Regions from separate parts of the Mus musculus genome. Here region 1 is linked to region 2. A link is a contact called in public Hi-C data. All regions are on one chromosome and are shown on one strand. The core of a region is the stretch at or near the end of the contact, and the rest is flanking DNA. Distances in the headings are between cores, read along the strand shown. Region 1 holds the start of Traf3 (TNF receptor-associated factor 3). Region 2 holds the start of Atg2b (autophagy related 2B).

Evidence for each region. Hi-C and Micro-C count contacts between places; a contact is called where the count stands out from the background.
Region 1: a contact with region 2 is called in a Hi-C map of muscle stem cells, with 10 times the contacts expected there. The contact joins the promoter of Traf3 here to the promoter of Atg2b in region 2. A contact is called at or near these places in 2 of 484 Hi-C or Micro-C datasets (CD4 T cells and muscle stem cells).

Annotation. Positions count from the first base shown.
Region 1 is chr12:111,162,433-111,169,959 of GRCm38.p6, reverse strand. Traf3 (TNF receptor-associated factor 3) reads right to left here and starts at 3,590. Exons shown (of 12, transcript NM_011632.3): 1 at 3,358-3,590. All of the region lies in intron 2 of 4930595D18Rik (RIKEN cDNA 4930595D18 gene), which reads left to right.
Region 2 is chr12:105,681,342-105,687,835 of GRCm38.p6, reverse strand. It overlaps Atg2b (autophagy related 2B), which reads left to right and starts at 2,595. Exons shown (of 42, transcript NM_029654.4): 1 at 2,595-3,167. The coding sequence starts at 3,006. It overlaps Gskip (GSK3B interacting protein), which reads right to left and starts at 2,484. Exons shown (of 3, transcript NM_178613.3): 1 at 2,378-2,484. The coding sequence starts at 2,391.

The DNA of each region.
Region 1 (7,527 bases), core at 2,341-4,840, 5.5 Mb before region 2:
GGGGTGCCTTTCCCAAACATATCTCTGACTAGTCTGGGCAGCCAGGAACTTTCCCCTTACAGTAACACACACACACACACACACATTTGCAGACTTCTATACACAACCCACTAACTCATTTCCCCCTACAAAAGTGGACAACTTTCCTTGGTTTTCCTGATAGAGAATCAACTCTCTGAGGGTGGGACAGTGGCTTGATTTTTTCTTCACTCTTCCTGCGGGAAGTTCCTGTGCTGGGGTCTCAGGCAAATCTTAAGCGAGCTCTGGCATTGCCCTTCACTGTCCACCGGGGCCCAGACGCCCCAGATTTCTACAGATCAAAAGCAGGTGCTGTGACTAACTCATGCTAGTGTAGTGTAACTAGATTATGGGAACTCAGGGCACGTTAATTGAACATTAATTAAATGAGCAAGACTCCCAAGTCACAGTTAATATAATGTGCTTGTCTGAATGCAGCAAGATGCCAGCCTGACTCCTGGAGGGGCCAGAAGCCAACAGTCACTTGCAGTACTCACATCCCGCTCCCTGACAGGTGACCCCAAGTCTGTAAGCACCAAGAAGTCTCACCAAACAAAGGGTCTATATTTGATAGAAACCTCACCTACTTCTTCCTAGATTGGCCTGTCATCCCAAATCTTTCCTGGAATAGGCAAAACAAAAAAGGCCTTCCAAAATCAACAGACATTTTAATTAACTAAGTATCATAGAAATTATACAAATATATTTAATGTTCCTTCTTTAGTTTTTTTTTTTTTAATAGAATTTTCTTTTTCTTTCTGTCAGCTCCTCTGGGACCGCACCAGTTCCCAGCTACCTCTCTACTCCCTTCTTGTCTGCAGGCCTCTAGGCTGCCCTCGCTCTGGCTCCAAGCCTAAGCAGTCTCACTCTCAAGGCCTCGGCTGCCTCTCGCTGGTCACCTTCCAAATCCTTCAGCCTCACCTTCCTCACTTCAGCTCTCTTCTCAGCCCCCCTCTCTGTCTGAAATGTAATATATACATATATATATATATAATATATATATATACATATATATATAATATATATACACATATATATACATTATATATATACACACATATATATACATATATATATATATATATATATATATATATATATATATACACACACAAATATCAACCAAAAACAACTAGTTTTTCTTCTGAAAATACTTGCAAAGATGCAGATAGGGGTTCTGATTCCACAAAATCAGACTATGGCCTTGGGTTATGAGACTTCTCTGCTAACAATTCTGAAATTGACTATTGAGAAGAAATTAAGCTATTGCATAATATTTGATAGGTTAGCTCATTTGCTGTCTGGAGAGTCTTACTATACAAGATGAAAAAACAAAGATGGGCAAATTTAATGCAATTTCCTTTGTGTGTTTGAGCTAGCTCAGGCTTGCAACACCACAGTGACAGTTTCATCTCTCCTGAGGTAGTTTCAGCATAATAAAGAAGGATTTTAAGGGAATGATAAATCATGCTCAGCCTTGGGCTCATTAGCATATGTATCCTGACAATACCCCAGAAAGTCCTTCCTCATTCACACTGATTCTAAGGGATCCTAGCAAAAGTGTTTAGAGAGAAATCTCAGACACAGGGAGAGCAAGCATCCGTTCCTAGATCCCAGGTAAATGAAGGACTTTCTTCAAAGCACCAGCAAGAGCAGCAGAAACAGACTGCTGCTACTGCCTGTTTCCAACGGAATGTCTCTGCAGCCTCCTCACTGAGGCCATCTTATTAATTCCAAAAAGAATGGATAGCATCCAAAAAAAAAAAAATTGGTTTTCTTTTCCCTCACAGAAAAATTCACATGAATGTCTTGTTTAAAAAATGCTGGAATTCTCCCTGGCCAGATTTTTGATTCCCCGACTTCTGCATTGTGACAGCTGGAACAGATGGTGTCTGGGTGAGACACCTTACATCTTAAACCTTGTCCCTGATAAGGTCTGATTTCAAACAGTGAGGCTGGACCCCAAGGTCTGCCAGGATGTATCACCAGACCCTACACACAGGGTTTTCTGACTCCTGTGATAAATTTCCCAGTTTTCAATTTGCTCTGGCCAAAGAATTTTCACCTTCAGACTAGTTCTTAATATATAAGATGTCACAATATGGCGAAAAGGGAAACATTTCCTCTCCTTTAAGTAAAGGATGGCTGTACACTATTTTGCTAAACACCCTACAATGATGCAGTATTTTCAACAGGCCATTTTCCAAGATCTGAAAAACACCAGAAGGTTTTAAGAGCTGACTGAGGGTTCCCCTGAACAATTTCTACATATAAGCATTTTACACACAATACAAAACAGCATTTCTAAAGATTTCACTTGTGTATCTAGTCACAGAAATGCTACCAAAAAAAAAAAAATTATGGCTCCTCTTCAGTTGTATGCTGTGAATGTAAATTAAGATGACAATACAACACTCGATAAACCCTTTAAGACTCCACAAAAAAAGAGCATACTTACAAATGTGTGTACGTAACACACACACACACCCTTCTATTTCATTCTCAAAACTGAGTCAAAGCTCAGTACAAAAGCCGTGAAAATAAAATCAGTTCCTTCAACCGATCATTAATCTGAATGCTTCTTCGATTTCAGAGCACGTCCACAACACTTCACCCATTTGCATGTTGTTGCCGTTTTAAATTAAAGGTAAAGAATTGTCCACGCAGAATTCTCTCTAAAGGTCTAATCCTGATACCCGGGTCCCCAACCGGTGGTGATGACAGTGTAGAAACGTGGCGAAACGTACATGAGCCATAGCCTGGCGCCTCCAAAACCTGCAAGCCCCGCGGCAAGGATCGTTTTAATGGCTCGCCCGTGGGGAGCCCACTCTGACCTTTGGTGTTAATCGAAGGTGGAAGGTGTGCATTCGGCCCCAGCTGGATCCCAGAACCGCCTGCCTTCCAGCCTCTCTGCAGCTCTCCGACTATGAATCAGTCATTCATCTGCAGAGCAATGACTCAGTATAAACTTTTAAATAATGGCTCAAAAACCCACCTCCACCAGCCAGGGCGAGCACGCTCATCTATGCGGGCACCCTGTCTCCGCCGCTCCGCACCGCGCCAAAGCCCCGGGCCTCGGAGATGCTGACGGCTCGGCACCCCTCGGGGCGGGCACCCAGGGCTCGAGGCCTGCCTGCCCCGTCTGCCCGGAGCGCCGGCGCCTCGGGCCCGGAGCTGGCCGCACACACAAAGTTTCCAAAGTTGGGGCGGCGGGCGGGCCGCACCGCAGACGGTGAGGCGGCCGGGCCTGGCAGCGAAGGACCCGCCGGGCCCGGGGCCGCCGCCGGGATGGAGCCGCCCGCCGCCCCGCCGCCCGCCGCCCCCGGCCCGCGACCTTACCCCGAGGCCCGCCCGTTCGGCCGGCTCAGGGGCGCCGCGCGCATCCTCCGCCGCCTTCTGCAGCGTCCAGCTCCCCGGGCAGCCCCATGTCGGGGGGCGGGGAAGGGCCGGCGGCCGCCGCCGCCGCCGCCGGCTGGAAAGTCCCTGCTGGGCTGCAACCCGGCTCGCGCACGCGGCGGCCGCCGGCCGCGCCGCCTCACGCACCCTCGCGCTGGCACTTCCTCTCGCGCGCTGGAAATCCCCGCGGGCCGCCTGGGCGCGCGCCCCAGCGCGCCCGCCCCCGCCGCCCGCGCGCGCCTCCCCGCCCCCCCCCTCATCCCCTTCGGCTGGCGCGCGCCCGCGCCCGTTGCTAGGGACCCTCGGCCCCGCGCTCGCCGCCGGCCTTAGCAACGGCGGCGCGCGCCCCAGGCCCTCAGGGCCCTGGCCCCTCCGCGCGCGCGCGCGCGCCCTCGCGCCCCGCCCGCGTCCCGGTCTTTCCGGGTCAAAAAGCCAGTCGAGCGGAGGGGAAGCAAGGAAGGTTCCTCGCCTTGCCACCTCGACGGGCGGCCCAACAGTCTCGCCTACTCGGGCACTCAGGTCCTTGCACCTGTAGAAGACACTCACTCGCGGGCGCCCATTGACACGCGTGCAGAGTTCGTTCCTAGTGTCTCCTGTCCAAGAACACACATCTTCACCGACAGAGTTCACAGGCAGGCGGGCAGGTCTCACAGTCCACATTAGCACACAGCCATGCCACCCTCACACATGCCCCTCGTATGCTCACAGGCGGGTCTGGTACCATCTGACCCAGCTCTAGGGGTTTAGCAGAGTCCTCCTCGGCTCCCTACATACCCACCCGAAGTGGATCTGCCCTGTGTGGACAGGGTGGCCAATTTGTCCTGGGTACTTCTCTAAGCCAGGGACACCCATTTCTCCAGCAGCTTCATCTTGCTGTCTCATGGTCACAGGGCCCCACCAGATGTCCCTACTGCCATGGCAAGATGGGAGCAAATGGGGGTCTATCCTTACAAAGTTCAGACACTTGAGCAAAGAGGCCATGATTGTTTCCAAGTCATCTGGAAGCTCACACATCCCTTCTCAATAAAGTTTGTCGGATCCTAGGCTGGAACGGAGACCAGTGTGACCAGGCTGCGCAGGAAGTCCAGCATCTTCTGTCCAGCTTACCTCATGGAATGTTCTAGAAGCCTGGATAGTCTGACAGGACATCTCTGAATGCAGTAGCCCAACAGGTGCCTGTTCGAGAGCCCACATAGGCCTTGCTAGCCAGGCTCAGCTAGGCCAGTGGCGCCCTCATCTGGGCCACAGGCCACAGTTCTGAGTTCAGAGTCAGGTCAGATCCAGGGTTCCCCAAGGCAACAGTGCTAGAACGACAGTCCCATCTATGAGGACCCTGGAGCTCACTATTAGCCCCTTTCCCCTCGTGGGTGTCTTTAATGGCCCGGAATGCTCAGAGTGCCCCTGCCTTCTTTAACCGTGTTCTCAGACCTCTACTGTTCGACCCCAGCCCTGTCCAGGGCACCTTTCTCACACGCCTTTCACGGCACAAGGAAAACTGCCCAAATCCAGAAAGGCTTCCTTCTCTAGGCTGCACTATTTGGACTCTTTTCAAATAAGCCACCAGGCAGAAGGTACAAAGACCTGTGCGTGGGGCTTCCTATGGCTGCGTGGCTCCTTTTATTCTCTGCCAAAGCACTAGTAAGCCTTCTTCAGAATGAGTGGGTAGAGTCCAGCCGCGTGGAGCTCTCTACGGGTGAGACCAGCTGCTGCTCCCCCACCCCGAGCCCTTCTTCTCCCATTTAGCAGCTCCAGACCCCCTGTTTTGGGGAAACACAGAGGGCAGCATAAAGAAGTTTGCCCCATCAGAGCCAGGGCTTTGGGGGCGGGTTTCTGGCCACCGCAGCGCCAGTTGCTGGGCAGAAGTGATGAGCAGTACGGAGAACCAATCAGAGGGCTCTGCTCTGGGCATTTCAAAAGCAAAGCTGGCTGTTCCCTATGGCAACGCTGAACAACACGCCGACACTGTTTCTGGACAAAGAAATTTCTCTCAGGAATTTATGTGGCCTCTCATGCTCAGTTTGCTGCATTTTAGGATGCATGCAGGTCTCGTGATGACTCACCGAAATGCAACTGTCCAGAAAGCCGCTCCCATCTGTTGTGCTAAGAGGAAAAGTATTCGTCGCATGGTGTCGGGGGCTTCAGGCCTGTGAACAGGTGTCATCAGGCCCCTCCCAGTGCCTCAAATGACAGCTCCAGGAGCAGAAGCCACCTGCCCCTGCAGGGCAGATGTGTGCTGAAGTGAGCTGACATTTCGCTCACTAAAACATTAAATACTAGCAAAGGAGAGACACACAGCAAAATTATAGTTTCAGTAAGACTTCTCAGCAAGTAGCTTTCAAACCTGTTGAATATGTGATACACACCCACATATTCATCAATACTTAATCCCAAACATGTAATGTGCTCTGATTATTCTGGTCTACTTGTTAATGTTTAAATGATTTTAGTTACTTATGTATCCAGTGTGTGTGTGTGTGTGTGTGTGTGTGTGTGTGTACACTGTGCATATGGGAACACACATCATGATTAAGTGTGGCGGTCAGAGGACAAAAGTCAGTTACCTCCCTCTGCCTTGTGGGTCACTGGGATCAAACTCAGATTGCCCGGCTTCACAGCAAGCATCCACACCTACTGAGCCAGCTTGCTGGCCCTATCTAGCTATTAATTTTAATACAGGGTTCCACTATGTAGACCAAGAGAGCCTCAAACTTGAAATTCTCACCTTCCCAAATGCTAGGATTACAGGCAAATTCCACTGCTCCCTAGCAAGCTTGGGTCTCTCTGGAGTTCTCTCTCTCTCTCTCTCTCTCTCTCTCTCTCTCTCTGTCTTCTGTAACCAAGGCTGGCCTCACGCTCACTATGTAGCTTCTATTACTTATTTTTATTATACTTTTAGTTATTTTTATTTGAGGTGGGGCACACTTGTGGAAGTTAAAGAACAATTCACAAGAGTCTATCCTTTTCTTCTACCATGTAAGACCTGGCAATCAAATTCAAGTCAAAAGGATCGGAATCGAGTGCCTTCACCACTAAGCCAGCTCAGCTCCCAATTTTATTTTTATCTATTTTTATTTTTATTTTTTAAATGCTGATCATGATGTCTAAACTTACTGGAGATTCGTGGCCACAAGTCCAATACAACATCTTTTGACTAAAAGATGCTGATGATGGTAGAAGGGTCCCAGCTTTGAGGTGACACTGCGTCCCGTTCCTGCCCAGTCCTGTCCCTCAGTGGACTCCTGCACAGAAGAGTCACACTATCAAAGAAGTGGGCTACAGGTCAGGACAGTTCACACAGGAGACACAGAGAGGCCTAAGGGTGACAGAGCACATTCCCAGGTCTATATCATGCTGAGGAGATGGAGGGCAGTGGGGAATGGGGGACATAGGAGGTTGGAAATGGGCCACATACACAGTTCCTTTCCTTTTTTTTTTTTTTTTTTTTTCTCATCTCTGTAGGCCAATCAGGAAACAAAAGTGTTCTCATTTTAAGGGATTCATCCCAGGATTCTTGTGTGCACATGTGCACACATGCACATACCATCTGTGCTTTCTCAAACACTTGCCTGAAATTGTACAAGGGAAAGAGAGTCCTGACGTGGTCTTTCTCCACCTGGTAGTTTTGACTCAGCCCCTATCTTTAACGTTTCCTGAAGATACATCCCACTCCACAGCTCTTCCAAGAAAAAGGGCTCTTCAGTGAATGTCACGGGAAGCAGGGGCATTATTTGCAAGCCCCACACAGCAAACCCCAGGAGACAAAGGGCAACACGGATTGATCTATCTATGCCTTCGGTCTGATCCCAGAGGCCATCTTTCCCTCGATGCTGGTTAGTCCCCTCCCCGACCCACAGGCTGGTTCCTTTGATTTTCCCGAACCCTTAGCAAACAAAAGCCAATGGCTGCTGGAATAGTCCAGTAGACGGCAGAGCTCCTCCCACACAGCAGCAGCCAAGGAAGCAAGGTGGGTGGAGCTACTCCATCCCGGGGGTGGGGGTGGGGGGGAGTGTCTAGAAATAGTAAGAATCATTCTAATCCTAGGCAATGCGACATCCTATCTTCCTGAAAACACTGGGAAATGGCATGCTCCCTCATCTTTAAAGCTTGAACGCC
Region 2 (6,494 bases), core at 1,346-3,845:
TACGTGTGTGTGTGTGTGTGTGTGTGTGTGTGCACATGCCATGGTGTTCATGCAGAGGTCAGAGGACAACTGGGGGAGCTTGGCTCTCTCCTATCATGTGGGTCCTGGGGAACTGAACTCAGGTTATCAGGCAAGGCAGCAGTGACTTTGTCTGCTGAGCCATGTCATTGGAATGTGGTCTTTTGCTGTTGAGACAGGATCAGGGCAACCCAGCCAGGCTTCAAACCTGATCTGTAACCAGGGATGACCTGGAGCTCTTGATCCTTGCACTTTGACTTCCCACGTGCTGGGATTACAGGTGTGCTCCACCGGCCCCTCCCAGCTAAGTCTTCAATACAATCAACACGATCACAATGGACTGTGGGAATTCCTGTTTAGGATTATTATTTTGACTCAACGTCCTTGGTTTCTGGGATATACCAAGCTGCCACTGGGAATTCCTTTATAATTTTTACAAAGTTGACTGTACTTGGTTGGGTAATTATCTTCATCTTATTCAATTAATGCTAAGGTGCCAGCATTCTGCATTAGGAACCCGCCTTTTATAAACATTAAAAGAGCCCTGTGACTTGGGAGTTTGAATCCCACTTCCGCTAAAGGTGTGATGACAGTTCTCAACTCTTAACTATGCTAAATTTCTCCTAGAAAGTATAAGTGTTCAAGGCAACACCCTTAACACTTTTGGTGCAGTACGCTTGCTTTGTGGGAGTCTCACTTTCTTCCTTCGGTATCTGGAGATGCAGGCATCCTCTGGACAGCTTGTGCTATTTTATACTGTGTTCAGGAAACCATATCAAGCAGTCACCAAACAGAGCCTAAAGTCCAGTTCAAACCTCCTAAAGCCTGATACACAAGGTCCTGCTGGGACTTCCCACCCAGCTCTGTTTATAGTACAGAGAGTACTGTCATTATTTACTTGTAAGGTTCAGAGTCTCTTTGAGCCAGGGTCTCCCCATGTAGACCAGGCTGGCCTTCAACTTAAGGAGAGAGCCATCTGCATCTGTTTCTCTAGTGCTGGGATAAAACTGTGTACCTGATGCCGGGTAAGCATGTCTTATTAGTGTCAAAATATGCCTAGACCCAACCGGTTCTAGTCTTCAGGGCTTTCCTCCAGGCCAAACCACAGAATTTGGATTACTGCTCTGTCCTTCAGCACTGCCCTGGCTGTTTTCACCTTTGGTCTTCTAAGCCCAACATTCCACTATTAGCAACACTGTAGTTAGCAGTCTTAGGCCAGATTATGTAGCATTTCTTTTTATTTCACCCAGAGCAAAAGTTCCATCATTCCTTGCGATGGCTACACTCCTTCCTGTCTTCCCTCCTCAAATTCCTGGTACTTACCAAGCATTACGCATGTGGTAAGCCTTGCAGGTGGTGTTCTTATCTGAAAAATAACTCAGACGTTCATGTATCTTTCTACCTCCAAGTCTCCAACTAAAATATCATCTTTTAAAAATAAGAGGCCCTTTCTTACAAAGCACATAAAGACTCCGAATGGTGTGTGGTGGTGCAAGCCTGACATTTCAGCATTTGGGAGACCCTAATTTCTAGGGCAGTCTGGGCCACATAAGTTCAAAGTCAACCTCAACTACCTACCCAGTGAGAGACTGTCTCAAAACCCAATCCAACTAAACCAAAAGAACCCATTTTGAGGATGCCCCATTCACGGGCCAGAATTCCTTAATTCGGTCTCCTCAATCCAGGACTCGGTTTAGGTTCCTTCCCGGCACACGTCATTTCATTTGCCTCAATTTTCGAGTTTATGATATTAATCTGCTCACACCTGGCTGAGGTGGCAATGTAGGCTCAGAGAGGGTAGCATAGGTTCAAGGTGGCCCAGTGTCAAGTGTCAGGAATCTAACCCAGGACAGCAGACTTCCGGGCCTTTAGGGGCTGCCCTCCTAAGGAGCCAGCTGCGCCTCTTCACAGACTGTCTCCCTAAAAGATAAAAATCGGGCTGCGCAGAGCCTGCGGAGAGCACAAAGTCTTCCAGGAGGCAGCAGCCCCTCAGCGGGTCGGGAAGCGCCAGGATTTAACAGAGGAAACCGTACTGCCCGCAATCGCCCCGATCCCAAGTTTCCTGGTCGTCGGCGTGGCGCTCTGCAAACGGCAAACTACTAGATGCTTTGCAAACAAAGCCGGCAAGGGGGTGGGGGGGGGGGCAACCTGATGACAATAGGCATCGGTCAGAACCCGGACAGAAACGCCGGGTCTCCAGTCCTCGCCCTGCATCCCCGCATCACTTCCCGCAGGACAGCCCAGGCCGGACCCGCCCCCAGACCTCCGTCAGCCCTAGTCCGGGCGTCCGCCGGCGCCCACCACCCGGCCGCGACTGCAAGGTGAGGCTCCACGGGCCGCAGCCAGCCCGCCCACTCACCTGCGAGCGCCCATGTTCTTATCCTTCCTCGTCCGGAGACTGCTGGGGCCAGGATCGCGGCGCCGGCACCACCCCCGCCCCCGCAGTTGCCCCGCCCATTCACCACCGGAAATGCTCCGGCCCGGACTCTTTTTTTCCTGCCTTTCCAGCCCCGCAATATGGCGTCACTTCCGCTTGTGCCCGTTGCTCGAGTACGTGCCGGGAGTCTGGGTCTCGCGAACGCGCCAGGAGCGTGTCTCAGGCGGGAGCGCGCCCAGTAGATGACAACAAATTAGTCGCGCCGCGTCGGAGTCTTGTCTCGCCTCAGCCGCCAGCCCTCTCTGTCTGTCCCTCTGTCTCCCTACCGACGGAGCGCTTCGGAAGCTCCCGGCTTGGGGCGCCCGGTTCTGCTCAGCGCCCAGTCCCCGCCGGGCCTAGTGCGAGCGTCGCGACGCGGGCCATGGGGTTGCCCTGAGGGACGGCGGCGCCGAACCGACATGCAGCGGCCACCGCGAACCTAGATCCCCACCGCGGCTTGGGGACGCCGCCGGGCCGACCCTGAGGCGCTGCCGCTGCCTGGAGCCCAGGTCGGATCCCCCGAGTCGCCGCCGCGTGCAGCCCCGGCTCCCTCGAGCCGCCAGCCCTCACCATGCCTTGGCCATTTTCAGAATCCATCAAGAAGAGGGCCTGTCGCTACCTCCTACAGAGGTACCTGGGCCACTTCCTGCAGGAGAAGCTGAGCCTGGAGCAGCTGAGCCTGGATCTGTACCAGGGCACCGGGTCCCTTGCCCAGGTCCCCTTGGACAAATGGGTAAGCTGCTGTCAGCCAGCAGGGGTAGGAACTGGCTCTCCCCAGGGCGAGACCTGAGCGACTGTCATCCAGCATCGGGCACGTTCGGTTCTCCTTTGGGAATTGTTTAGATTCAAGTGTGGCCCGGCTCAGGGAAGTGTGTAAAGTGTAGCAAGTTTGCGCTCCTAGATCACGTGCTCCGGCTTAAACGGTGTAATGGAGGCACACACGGGGCGAAACAATCGAGTCATTGGTTGGGGGGGGGGGGGGGCGCTTGTGAGGCAGGCCCAGGAAAGTACGTGGCCACCCTTGCCTCTTGGGCTGCGAGTGTCTGCGGTGTTCCTAGGCAAACAAACCCTATTTCTGTGGATGACGTTAAGAAAAATTAAAGATGAAGAGGAGGTGACAGAAATCCCCAGTTATTTATTTTGGTCTGGATGCTGGTATATTTGCGTTTGCTGGGTTGGTTGTCTTCATTCACTGAAAGAAAGTTAGGCGAAGGCCCCTCTTGCCAGTTTGCCTGCTCTGCTTGCGTGAGGTTGTGAATGGCCCCAGTAGTGCTGTTTAGATTTGCCCTTTTGCTTCACGTGATAGATCGACAGGTCGTAAACGCAAATGTTGCAAAAGCTCGGGAGCCGAAGCCGCAGCGTCAGCCTTTTTTTAAAGAACCTGTTTCCTCCTAGAGGCTGTGAGTTGACTTCACCTGAACTTTGAGTATATTCAGTTCGCCAGAAGCAGTTGTATTTGCATCAGTGGGCTAAAATGCCTACTATTTTACTTAAGGCCTTGGGTTTGTCGAGTCTACTCTTTTTTCGAAAAGCTTAAATTATGGAAATTCCTTGACAACTTGTATTAAGAGGTATGACACAAGGTAATTGTAACGAAACTAGGTGACTTAAACCAGAGAGCACACACAAGTTAGTTTAGACAGCTCTAGTTTGAGTAACAGAAAGACCTGCCTTATACCAAAATAGTCCTAGGCTTTCACAGTCTGCCGAAAGACAGGTATAGTAGTTAACCCAAGTTCAGTTATCATAAAAGGACAGTAGAGTCCATGCCTCGGGAGAGCTGCTGTTCTTTCCTATCAGCAAACGGGATTTTTTTTTTTTTTTTTTTTTTTTTTTGGCCAGGTTTATTATGTAGTCCTAGCTGCCCAGACACTTGTCGTGTAGCCCAGGGTAGCCTGGAACTCATGACAAAGCTCTCACCTTAGCCTCTCCAGTACAGTTTGAATGGGCTACATTTTTCTTTTCTGTGGCCAAACTGTCTTATTCCGAGGCTGGAAAATGGGCAGGGGCTGAAGAGATCAAGAGGACCTGACATCCTCAGGGTAGATGTTTTTGGTGTCTCGTCACTGCTGAAAGCTGACTAAGGAGTCTTGAGGGTGGGAATGTTGATGGATGCTTTGGTGTGCAGTGCAGTACTCTTTGAAGAGACACCGAAACTAGCAGGTGGACATTATTATTTGTTTTATAAATGGCATTTAATACTTTGTCCTGTGCCACAGTTACAAGTATTACAGCAAGAATCCAAATTCGACGCCAAGTGCAGGCTTGCTTGCTTTTGTGTTTTTTGTTTTTGTTTGTTTGTTTGTTTTTGAGACAGGGTTTCTCTGTGTAGCCCTGGCTGTCCTGGAACTCACTCTGTAGATCAGGCTGGCCTTGAACTCAGAGATCCGCAGGCCTGTGCCTCCCAAGTGCTGGGATTAAAGGCGTGCTGCGCAGACTTGCTTTCTTAGGGAACATAGTATAAGAGCACACTTGAGAAAGCTCTCAGGGACTCCTGAGCAAGCGGTTTGATTAGCTGTTTTCTAGAAGTCAGGGTTTCTATTCCTGCTTAAACATCATGACCAAGAAGCAGTTGGGGAGGAAAGGGTTTATTCAGCTTACACTTCCATGTTGCTGTTCATCACCAAAGGAAGTCAGGGCTGGAACTCAAGCAGGTCAGGAAGTAGGAGCTGATGCAGAGGCCATGGAGGGATGTTTCTTACTAGCTTGCTTCCCCTGGTTTGTTCTGCTTGCTTTCTTATAGAACCCAGGACTACCAGCCCAGGGATGGTCCCACCCACAATGGCCCTTCTCACCCTTGATCGATCACTAATTGAGAAAATGCCTTATAGCTAGATCTCATGGAGGCATTTCCTTAACTGAAACTCCTATTTCTGTGATAACTCCAGCCTGTGTCCAGTTGACACATAAAACCAGCCAGTTCAGGTGTTATTCCAGGCTTTTTCATTTGTGTGGTTTTTAGACACAGGAAATTAGAAATGAGGCCATCTGAGGTTCATGGCTTGACTACAAGTCCCCTGGTAACATGAGTTGTGGATAGGCTTAACTGGAAGGTTGTTTTGTTTTCCTGAAGAGCGCTCGCTGTCAGCCCAAGTGATAACAGCAAAGCTTCCAAAAGCCTTTGGTGCTCTACCTTACTGTGCTTAGCGAAGGCTGGGGCAAATCAGAGCGGGGAAAGCAGATGCCGCTGTGCAGTCAGCTTCAGAACTCAGTTACTTTGGATACTTGATTTTAATGACTTTCAGGACTGAAAGAAAAAAAAAAAAAGACCCTTACACCCTTATAGATTCCTACAAGCTAAAGGGGACTTAAGTGAATGACATTTTTAACATTTCAATTCTTTAAAAAATTATTCTTCTGTAGCTTGATTTTATTATTTTGTGAGTTCTTTTTTCCACCCTTTCAGCCCCCTAACACTAGATAAGAGAGAAAAAAGGATAGAGAGGAAAGGAAAGAGATCCCTGAATAAAGTCAGGGATCAGAAACGGGGAGATGTTATTGTGAGACTACTTCCTGCTGATTAGGGGTGCTGAGTTCCTTGGGGCAAGTTTGATCTTCATTGTGAGGATATCTAATTTCTTTTTCTTCTTTGCTCATGGCTACTTAACAAAGTGAGACCAACACCAACCAACCAACACCAACCCACTCCACCTCTCAGGGACCTAGCTTTTATATCCTCTCTAGAAAGTTCCCAGCATTCCAAATGTCACACTGTTGCAGAAAGTATCGGCAGCTGGCAAAATCACACCTGCCAGAGCATGAGGCAGATCATAGTTAGCTGCTGTGGACAGTCTGAAGCAGCCCCATATCCTTCATCCGGGATTAAATTGAAAGCATATTCTTATAATATTTGTTTTTTTTTTTAAAGAGACAATTACAAAATTCTCACATCTTGTGTGTGTGTGTGAATTTATGAAAGCTGGAAGAAGACATCGGATGCCCTGTGGCTGGAGTTAGAGGTGGTGTTGAGCTGCCTGTTGTGGACTGTTGGGTTGCTGGAATTGAACTCAAATCCTTTGCAAGAATAGCAAGGTCATTTAACTGCTGAGCCGTTTCTTCA